Linked DNA regions of Canis lupus: region 2 is linked to region 1. Evidence: chromatin contacts called from public Hi-C data. All regions are on one chromosome and are shown on one strand. Each heading gives the region's core, a stretch centred on a gene start, on an enhancer-like site or on the middle of the called end of the contact. The rest is flanking DNA. Distances are from core to core; before and after follow the strand shown.

Region 1 (4,501 bases), core at 1,047-3,546:
GCACTAACTCTGGTGGGGAGGGGTACTATGACCATCCCCTCACCAGGGAACTCAAGTGCACAGAGGTTAGCTCCTAAGCTTACAGGGCTAGTGGGTTGTCCTGGCTGGGGTCCAAACCCAGGCAGAATGGCTCCAGAGTTGTATACTAGATTATGCAGGTCCACCATTTCTCACCTGAAACTTTTTTTAAAAAAGATTCTATTTATTTATTCATTAGAGACACAGAGAGATGCAGAGACACAGGCAGAGGGAGGAGCAGGCTCCCTGCAAGGAGCCCGACGCGGGACTCCATCCCAGATCCTGGGATCACAGGCTGAGCCAAAGGCAGACGCTCAACCTCTGAGCCATCCAGGCGTTCCTCACCTGAAACTTTTGAGGACACGTGGTTCAGGAACATGTGAGCGGTTACCTGGTACACATACACTGTAATGTGAGGTTACATTCCTGCCAGGCTGTGATGGGCACACCATAATCAAATGCATTAAAAGTTCTGTGGTGAAACACATTAATATACAAGCAGAACGTGTGGACGCTGTAAATAGCTTCAGCTCAGACTTCTGTTGGCAAATGAGGTCAGGACAGCTTTTGCCAATACGTTTTGAAAGGCTTTTAGATGTTTTTAGAATTCAGAACAGCAGAGGGGATTCCTGGGTGGCTCAGCGGTTTGGCGCCTGCCTTTGGCCCAGGGCATGATCTTGGAGTCCTGGGATCGAGTCCCACGTCAGGTTCCCTGCATGGAGCCTGCTTCTGTCTCTGCCTCTCTCTCTCTCTGTGTGTGTCTCTCATGAGTGAATAAATAAAATCTAAAAAAAAAAAAAAAGGAAGAAAAAGTCATTAAAAAAAAAAAAAAGAACAGCAGAGGAAAAAGTTGTGGACACGGAGTGCCTGGGTGGCTCAGACAGTGAAGCGTCTGCCTTCATGTTGTGATCTCTGGGTTGTGATGGAGCCCCACATCTCAGCTCCCTGCTCAGTGGGGAGTCTGCTTTCCCTCTCCCTCTGCCCCTGCCCTGCTTGTGCTTGCTCTCTCAATAATAATTTTTTTTAAATCTAAAAAAAAAAAAAAAATGGCCCTGGACTGTCCTGACAACTAAATGAGCGAAAGTAAGAGAAACAACACAAGCAGAAGAGCAAGGGGACTGCAGGAGCAAAAGGCACACGGGCATAGGTCGTTTAGGTGGTACAAGCTCTTGTCCACCTCGTGGGCAGTATCCCCAGGAAATAAATGGCAGTTGTTAAAATAAGCAGCTCAGTTTCTCCTACCGGTGGGGAGACAGCCTGTGTGCCAGAACTAGGGCAGTAATAACCCGCCAGGCATTTCTGCTGCGCCGCACTGCAGCGGTGTGAGGAGTCAGTCATCCACCCCATCAAAGGACACGTGTCGCATCACACTCATTCTGGGGCGGACCACCAACTGTACTAAGCACCTTACAGCTATTGCCTCACTTGATCCTCACGGCAACACTTTCCCCCACTAGATATTTGAGGAAACAGCGCCACAGGGAAGTCGCATGACTCCCCGGACTCCAAATATATATTAGTGGAGCACCTGCCTGGGCCAGACCCCGTTCCCAGGGATGAGGGGACGGCTGTGAATTAAACAAAGCCCCTGCCCCTAAGAGCTTGCATTCCAGACACGCAACGCGTTAGCAGATAATGTCAGTGGCTGGAAAAAGAAAGCAGGGTGAGGGGACAGAGCAAGTGCCCTTGCACACCTGTGCCAAGGTGCAAGGGCAAATCATATTTGCTATTCATGATTTAAACAAACTCTGCAGCCCGATGCTCCTAACGATCTTCATGATGCACACCGAGTGCGTGCAAACTCGTCACTTTTTATTGCCCTGGGGCTGCATCAGAACCCCAGCGCCTGGGATAGAAGAGGAGGAGAGCTCTCGGAATGCCAGGTGCCGGGAGCGAGCAGCCTGGGACCCTGCACACGCCCCTTATGCCTCTCAGCGTCAACCGAGCACGCACTTGCATCCCGTTGGGGTGACTGCCGCGCAGGCGTGCCGCAGAGCCTCCGCGAGAGAAGGCGGGGGGCGCCCTCTGGGAACCGTTGCGCTCCACCCCCGGCTCCGGCACCGCTGCGCTCGCCGCCCCGCACCTCCCCGCGCGCGGCGCGTCGGCCCGCGGCTTTCTCTGCGCACGCGCACGGTCGGCCGGGCTCGCCGGCGCCGGCCACATCCGGGGCCCCGCCGGCGGCGCGGTTACCATGGCAGCGGGGGCGCGGCCGGCGCGCGGGCTGGCAGGCCCGGAGGCTGCGGGCGGCCGGGGGGCCCGCGGAGCCGCGCAGCGGGACAGCCGCGCCCGCAGCGCCCCGGGCCGGCCGGGCAGCGCCGCCGCCATGTCGCAGGGCACCGCGGAGCCGGCCTCAGAGACGGTAAGCGCGGGCGGGCCTCCCCGTTCCCTCCGGCTCCCGGGCTCGCGGGGCCGGGCGCGGGCCGGAGGAAGGGGCGCACGGCTGGCGGCCGCCGGCTCACAGCCGCCCTTATTGTTACCGCACAAGAGCGGCCCTCGGGTCCCCGCCCGCGGGCGGCCGGCCGGGCGTCCCGCCCCGCACCCAGCCTCCAGCCGCCCCTCGACCCCGCCCGCCCTTGCACAGGCCGCCGCTTCCAGGAAGCCCTCCCGGACGCCGCGTCCTCGCCGCTCGGCGCCTGCGAGGCCCCGGCCTGTGCCGAGCCTGCGACCGCGGCCCGCGGGGCTACGGAGCTCACTGCGTAAGTGCCCGCCCCTCCCCGTGCCTCGGGGCGGCGGGGTGGGGGGCGCAGCGGCCGGGTGCCCAGCCCGAGCCCTCCAGATGTGCGAGGCGTGGAGGTGGGGGGAAGGAAGCCCCGCGCCGCCCCCCCCCCCCGGACCTGCGTCCGGCCCAGCGCCGAGAGGAGGCTTCCCCGAGAAGGTGCCCCCAAGTTCCCCCCTAGGGTGAGGGCAGGCGTGCTGACAGCTCGCGCCTTTGCCAAGTGTTTGGGGGCGCCTGCCCCCCGCTGGAGGTGTCACGATGGGTGAATGAGTGGCACTGCGGTGCAGGTGCGGGGAGAACGAGGCCTGCAACCGCACTCAGGTGGCCCGAGCAGAACAGGGAACAGGCCCCTGGGGCCGCGGTGGGTTGCAGAGGGCTGCTTCAGGCCGGGTGCTGGAGCAGGTGCCCAGGACTCCCTGGATGCCCCTGCGCAAGGAGACCTGAGAGCGTGGGAGGTGGGACGGTGGGGACTGTTCCAGGGCCTGAGAGAGCTTGCTGCCCCCTGCCCCTCCAGAAGGAGAGCAGGGCCTGACCACAGGGAGCCTCGCAGGCCATGCAGGGAGTTTGCACCTTATTGTGGGCACCGTGAGAAGCCTCTGGAGGGCTCCAGACAGGGACATTTTGGCCACGTTGCTTCCTTCTCAGAGGGCCGAGCCCCGCAGGGCTGCACAGAGCTTACCCAGTACCGGAGCATCCCTCAAGGCACCAAGGCCTGGCCCATCTCCAGCTCACCTACCTGGGCGCACTCCTTGCTCCTTCATCTTTAGAAAGTGACTTCCCAGGTCGTGATTACGAAAGCCATGGCTGCTAGAGAAAACGTAGACAGCTTACCCATGATCTAACCACCTGCGCCAGACCACCTCAATATCGGGTGGACTTCCTCCCAGTCTTTCCTCAGTGCATCTCTTCCCACGTAGATTTTCTAAAAATCGAGATCATTGTGTTTAAACACGTTTAAATTGTGTTGTGGGATCCCTGGGTGGCGCAGCGGTTTAGCGCCTGCCTTTGGCCCAGGGCGCGATCCTGGAGACCCGGGATCGAATCCCACGTCGGGCTCCCGGTGCATGGAGCTTGCTTCTCCCTCTGCCTATGTCTCTGCCTCTCTCTCTCTCTCTCTCTCTCTGTGACTATCATAAGAATAAAAAAAAATTAATAAAAAAAAGATTCTTTAAAAAAAATAAAATAAATTGTGTTGTGACCTTTACCATTTAATTTGTTGACGTTTTCCCACAGCCACGTGTTTTCAAGAGCGTGATTTAAAGTCTAACCTGTGGCTACTCCTACTTTACCTGTTCCCCAGCTTTCCCTCTCTTGTTTTCACTTTTATGTGACTATACACATTCTTACACGCACAAGCATTTGTTAAGCCCCCTATACATGGGAGTCCGAGGCACAAAACCAGTTATGCTCTGGTGCCTTAGTCTCAAGGAGTCCAGTCGTGGAGGAACTGGCACAAAGGTCTCTTGGCGCTTAGGAGACTCTCAGCCCTCGGTCCAGGCTGACCTGTGGCTTTCTGCTGATCTCGGATCAGTCTGAGATTAGACAAAAACCTCTTGAGAGCAGGAACTGCTCTGTCTGTCCGTTCCCTAAGTGGAATGGAGCTGCCTCCAGGCTGGCCGGTGAAGTTCACAGAGCATGTGCTGTGTGCCAGGGGCTCACTGTGCGGGCTGTAAGCAGCCCCGCTGACCACGGTACAGAGCCACAGGGGTGACATGGAGCCTGAGTGGGACCACCTGTGATGTAAGAGCCAGTGCTGGTAAAAGGGCT
Region 2 (4,547 bases), core at 1-2,500, 73 kb after region 1:
GCCTGGGCAGACACACCCAGTGCAGAGATGATAGAAACAGGCTCCTCATAGTCAGGGGGCTTCTTGGAGCTGGGATCCTGGCTGTGTGGATGCCTGGCTCCCAAGGTGCAGTGTTACAGGGGGGACGTGGGGGCAGAGGGGCACCGGAGCTTCTGACTGTCCTTGCCTCCAGGGAAGCCTCTGGAGAGTACCCGGCTCTGAGCCCCAGAACATAGGATCACCGTCCAGCCTGGCTCTGGGGTTCCTTGGGCAGTGGCCCCAGCTCCTGGACCCACTCCGTGAGACAGGCACGGGATAAGAGTGTCCTCTGCCACCGTGGCTGTGGCAGTGATGCCCCCAAGGCGAGCAGCCTTCCCCACTTGCCAGTTGCTGCAGGTATCCCAGCACCCAGATGCTTGGGAGCCCCTCTCCCTACCCACGACCACAGGGCCACTGTTCCTGCCACTGCTGGGGAGATACAGGATGACACCATCACATGCATATTGTAAGTCTGAACGTGGGCGTGCACATCTGGGAATGCATGGGTGTAGATGTTTGAGTGTGGATACATATGTGTGAGTGTGCATGTGGGCACAGGTGTGTACATGCTCAGCTTGTCCTTGAGCAGCCCTAGACACCCCCCCGCCCAGCAGCCTAGGTGCCCACTCTCTGCCCCCAGCCCCCTAGGACCCTAACCTTTCCTGGGTGACCCCTGTGGCGGGGCTGAGTGTGTGCAGAGACTAGCTGCTCTAGTCCTCACAGTCCCCCAGCCAGGAGAATCATGTTCCTGTCTGCAGTTGATAGGTGGGGACACTGAGGCACAGAGGTCAGAGTCACTGACTCAATGTCATGTCTTGAGCCAGGCTTGGTGCTTTGGTTCCCAGGGAGCTGGAGTGCCCCCTGTGGGCATGAGTTTTAGGGTGGCTGGGGAGGACCCCTCCCTCGTACCTTTGTCTGGCAGTGGGCGGTCCTGGGCCTTCTGGTGGCCAGCCAGGGGTGTCTTCCCCTCGGTCTTGGCTCCCTCAGTCTTGGCTTTCCCTCCGTCTTGGTCTGGGTACCAGCAGGTCTTGGGTGACCATGCCATAGACTAAGAGGGGCCCAGCTGGGCTGCCAGGGGCCTTCTCCCACAGGAGAGCCCAGGGGGTCTGGTGAATGCTTGTACCACCTCACAAAGGCAAAAGTGGGGTCCAGAGAGTGGCAGGGCCTGGCCGGGGACCGCACAGGAACTCTCATGTGGCAGAACTGGGCGCCGACCAGGGGCCTCCCACGCTTAGCTGGAAAGAACGAACAGGTTTCTGGTTCTGCATTTTAATTATAAAGTTAGTACAAGTGTGTGGTTAAAAAAAAACAAAACCAAAAGACCCACAACAACAAAACAAACCACGATCAAAGCAGTAGGAGAGGACCCAAGGAAGGTACCAGTGTGATTCTCACCCAGAGAGACACAGCACCCTTCCCTGACCTCCTGGAGGAGGACGCACCCACTCAGGGAGGTGCCCAGTCACTGTAAATCACAGACCTGCCCCTGTGCGCTTCCCTGTCCTGCTCTCTCTGGTTTCTTGGGCCCACCTCATGTCCAGCAGGCGCTGTCCCTGCTCCCTCTGCTGGGTGGCTCCAGGGGCTGTGAGTGAGATCCGTTGTGGACCTGCCAGGCCTGGTACCTGCCATAGCTCCCAAAGGAGCGGGGAGCCCAGCCTTATTCCAGGTGTGATGTCTCACCTGGCTGGTGGTGCTATCTTGCCTCAGTTTTCCCATCTGGCAAATGGGAATGGGTGGTCCTGACACGCCTGAGGCAGTGTTCTGGGCCTGCAAGGAGCTTGCTGGTGAGTCATGATGACAGTGAGGGCTGAGTGGGCTCTCAGGACTCCAGCGTGGGTGCCTCTGGTCCCAGCTTCCCCACCTCAGGAGGATGTGTGTCCATGTGTGTATTTAACCACCTGCTCCAAGCTTGCTGTGTTCTGGACATGGTGGGTGGGGGTGGTGGAGGTTCAAGCAAGACAGGAAGTGGTGGGGTGGCAGGGTCAGGGTCAGGCGACTCCACCCAGCTGGGCCAAGGGACGTCTGTTAGAGCAGAGGGTGGCCTCCAGGGGGACTACCAGCATGGGCCAGGCATGGGGCTGGTGGGCACAGCCACAGTCTGGGAGCCAGGGTTGGCAGGGCTTTGACGGGGGGTTCTTTCTGGGTGGGGGTGTGGTGTGGTCTTTGGGGGCTTGTGGGAGGAGAGGAGCCTGCAGGCAGGATGGAGAAGAGGTGGCAGCATCAGGACATGGTGGCAATGGAAGCGCAGATGTCCCCTGTGAGCCATGGCCCCAGGGACAGTGCTGCGATGTGCCCTTTGCCTCTGACCGGGGAGGAGGCAGTGGGTGGGACCCGTGCATGGGAGGGCCAACCCCTGGAGACATGCTCTTCCACTCTAATGTTAATGACATCCGGTGCTGGGTGGGGTGAGGGCGGGGCCTGATAGCAGGACTGTGAAGGTGACCCCCCTCCCTGACTGGCCCTTGGCCCTCTGACAAGCCTTTGATTCCTGCCTGGAGACTCCTGGCTGTGGCCTGGGTCTTACCAGTACCGAGTTACCATTGTGACATGAGCGCCCCTGACCTCCAGGAGCCTTAGGCTGATGAGGGGGCGCTGACTCCAGCTTGGATGCAGGGGTGGCCAGGGCCCATCAGGCCCTCCTGCCAGGGCAGAGGTAGTGGGCAGCTGCACCCCCAGTCTGAGGGAGGGACAGAGGGCGCCAGCCCCCAGTGACCATGGTCCCCATATGGAAGGCGGGGCGGCCAGCAAGGCCAGACTGTGACATGTGACTACAGCCTCATGGTGCCTGCAACCCTGGTCTTCCCCAAGATAGGGCCCCCATCTTGTGCCTCATGGTGGGGCGTGGGGGCAGAGGTGTGAGCCCTGGTTAGGTGGGAGGTGGGAGGCCCCCCTCAGGTGTCGGGGTGGGTAAGGGATGGCGGGCCTGGTGGGAGACCTGTGGGAGCAGCGGGCTCCTGGGAGTGCAGGGAGTGCCATCCTGCCTCTGCTGCTTGGCAACCATCTCTGGGGAGACGGCTGCTGGGTATCAGGGCCTCTGTGGCTGAGCCTCTCTTCCCAAGGGGGTGCTGCAGGAGGCAGGTGGGCCTCCCACCCCTCAGGAGCACTCCAGGGACAGCCACATTGCTGAGTATTCAGACATGGGGAGGGAGGGTGTGTTCAGGTCCCCCCAGGCCCAGGGAGGGCAGCTGTGGGGTGCCTATTGGTTGCACCCCAGATCTGATGGCCCCTGTGGGGTGGATGCTACTATGCGTTGGACCTCGTGCGTGGCACTTACTTGCCTCCTGCCGTGAGTTTCACATGGTCAGGCCCAGCCTGCATCCCTGTTAGATGGTCACTCCCATGCCAACAAAGCATGTATGTGAGTAGAGATCCCAGAGGGGCTGTGATGTAGGAACATGGCTTCTTCCTCCATATCTCTGAGGGCAGTTTCTTTCCCGGCGAAGTGGAGGTGACACACTGGGCCAGGCAAGAGGGAGAGCAGGGTGCCCAGGGGAGGCCAGGCTGGCATGTGTTCCAACAGAGGGAGGCCCAGCCCGGGGCGGGGCCCACAGTGGGAGTCCCTGCTGGATCAAGTCAGCCCCTTCTTTTTTTTTTTTTTGGTATATAATGCAATTTATTTCTGCCAGGAACAAACCGCCCCTTGGTAATGGAAGGAAGGTATGATGGTAGAGGCTAAGGGAAAGTCACATCTTTCTCCAAAATGTTGCAGCAGATGCAGCTTTCTTGTGGGCTACTTGAGAACTACAGAATTTCTGCTATTTCACTTCTGCACATAGTGAGCTCACCAGGCTCTACTAATAATAAGATGACTTGGCACCACTTGGCCTTGGCCAAGTTGACCTGTGGGCATACATTTCTGGAAAGTTAGTAACTTTTTGACAATATAATCAGGACTTTATTCTAAAATCTATTTTAATAATCATAGATGAGGTAGAAAATATCAGCCAAGATAATAAGTCTGTTAATAAACCCAAAGTGAGACAAAAGCTTTTAAATTTACTTAGCATGTTCATAATTCTTAGGAAAGTTCAAGTCAGCCACGTCCATGGTGGTGCCCACCTCCGTGACAGGGGGGTGCTGCAGGAGGCATTTCCTCCTCCCCTGGTGATGCCCGGGGTGTGGCCAGGGAGTTCAGGGCCCTTCGGGCCACCCAGGGCCCAGGGGCTTGTGAAGGTGGCCAGATCCAGAGCAGGGTCCAGGCTGACGGTGAGGGCTCTGCTGCGTGCCTGGCCCTACCAGGCGTGCCCTCGCTGACACTCTACCAGTCTCTTCTGAGGAGAGGTTGCCCCCTTTATACAAAAAAGAAAGCAGGCTCAGGAGGTTAGGGGCCTTCCTGGGCCGCGTGGCCATCTGCCCTCCTTCCTGGGTTTGGTCAGAGGCCCCGGAATAGACATATCCTGCTTTGGGCTCCAACGCGGAGGGCACAGGGCCTGGAAGGACCCCATGGCCATGACCTCCTGGACCTCCAAGTGTAGCTTGGTTCCAGTCCTGATGGCCAGTACAGGGTTAAGGACGGGGCGTCCGTGGGA

Evidence for each region. A called contact is a pair of places that touch in the nucleus more often than the background predicts.
Region 2: a contact with region 1 is called in a Hi-C map of blood, with 2.0 times the contacts expected there. The contact joins the enhancer-like site here to the promoter of IQCE in region 1. A contact is called at or near these places in 2 of 9 Hi-C or Micro-C datasets (amygdala and blood).

The regions. Positions count from the first base shown.
Region 1 is chr6:14,674,967-14,679,467 of UU_Cfam_GSD_1.0, forward strand. It overlaps IQCE (IQ domain-containing protein E), which reads left to right and starts at 2,297. Exons shown (of 22, transcript XM_038539612.1): 1 at 2,297-2,377. The coding sequence starts at 2,342.
Region 2 is chr6:14,748,786-14,753,332 of UU_Cfam_GSD_1.0, forward strand. The region is part of intron 1 of TTYH3 (protein tweety homolog 3); the gene reads left to right. Among named protein-coding and RNA genes, the nearest start is that of TTYH3, 11 kb to the left of the region's middle. Within about 2 kb of position 1,251, at least 3 of the 20 cell types and tissues checked have an H3K27ac peak or open chromatin away from gene starts, as enhancers often do. A contact at or near this core is called in blood, where this site is marked.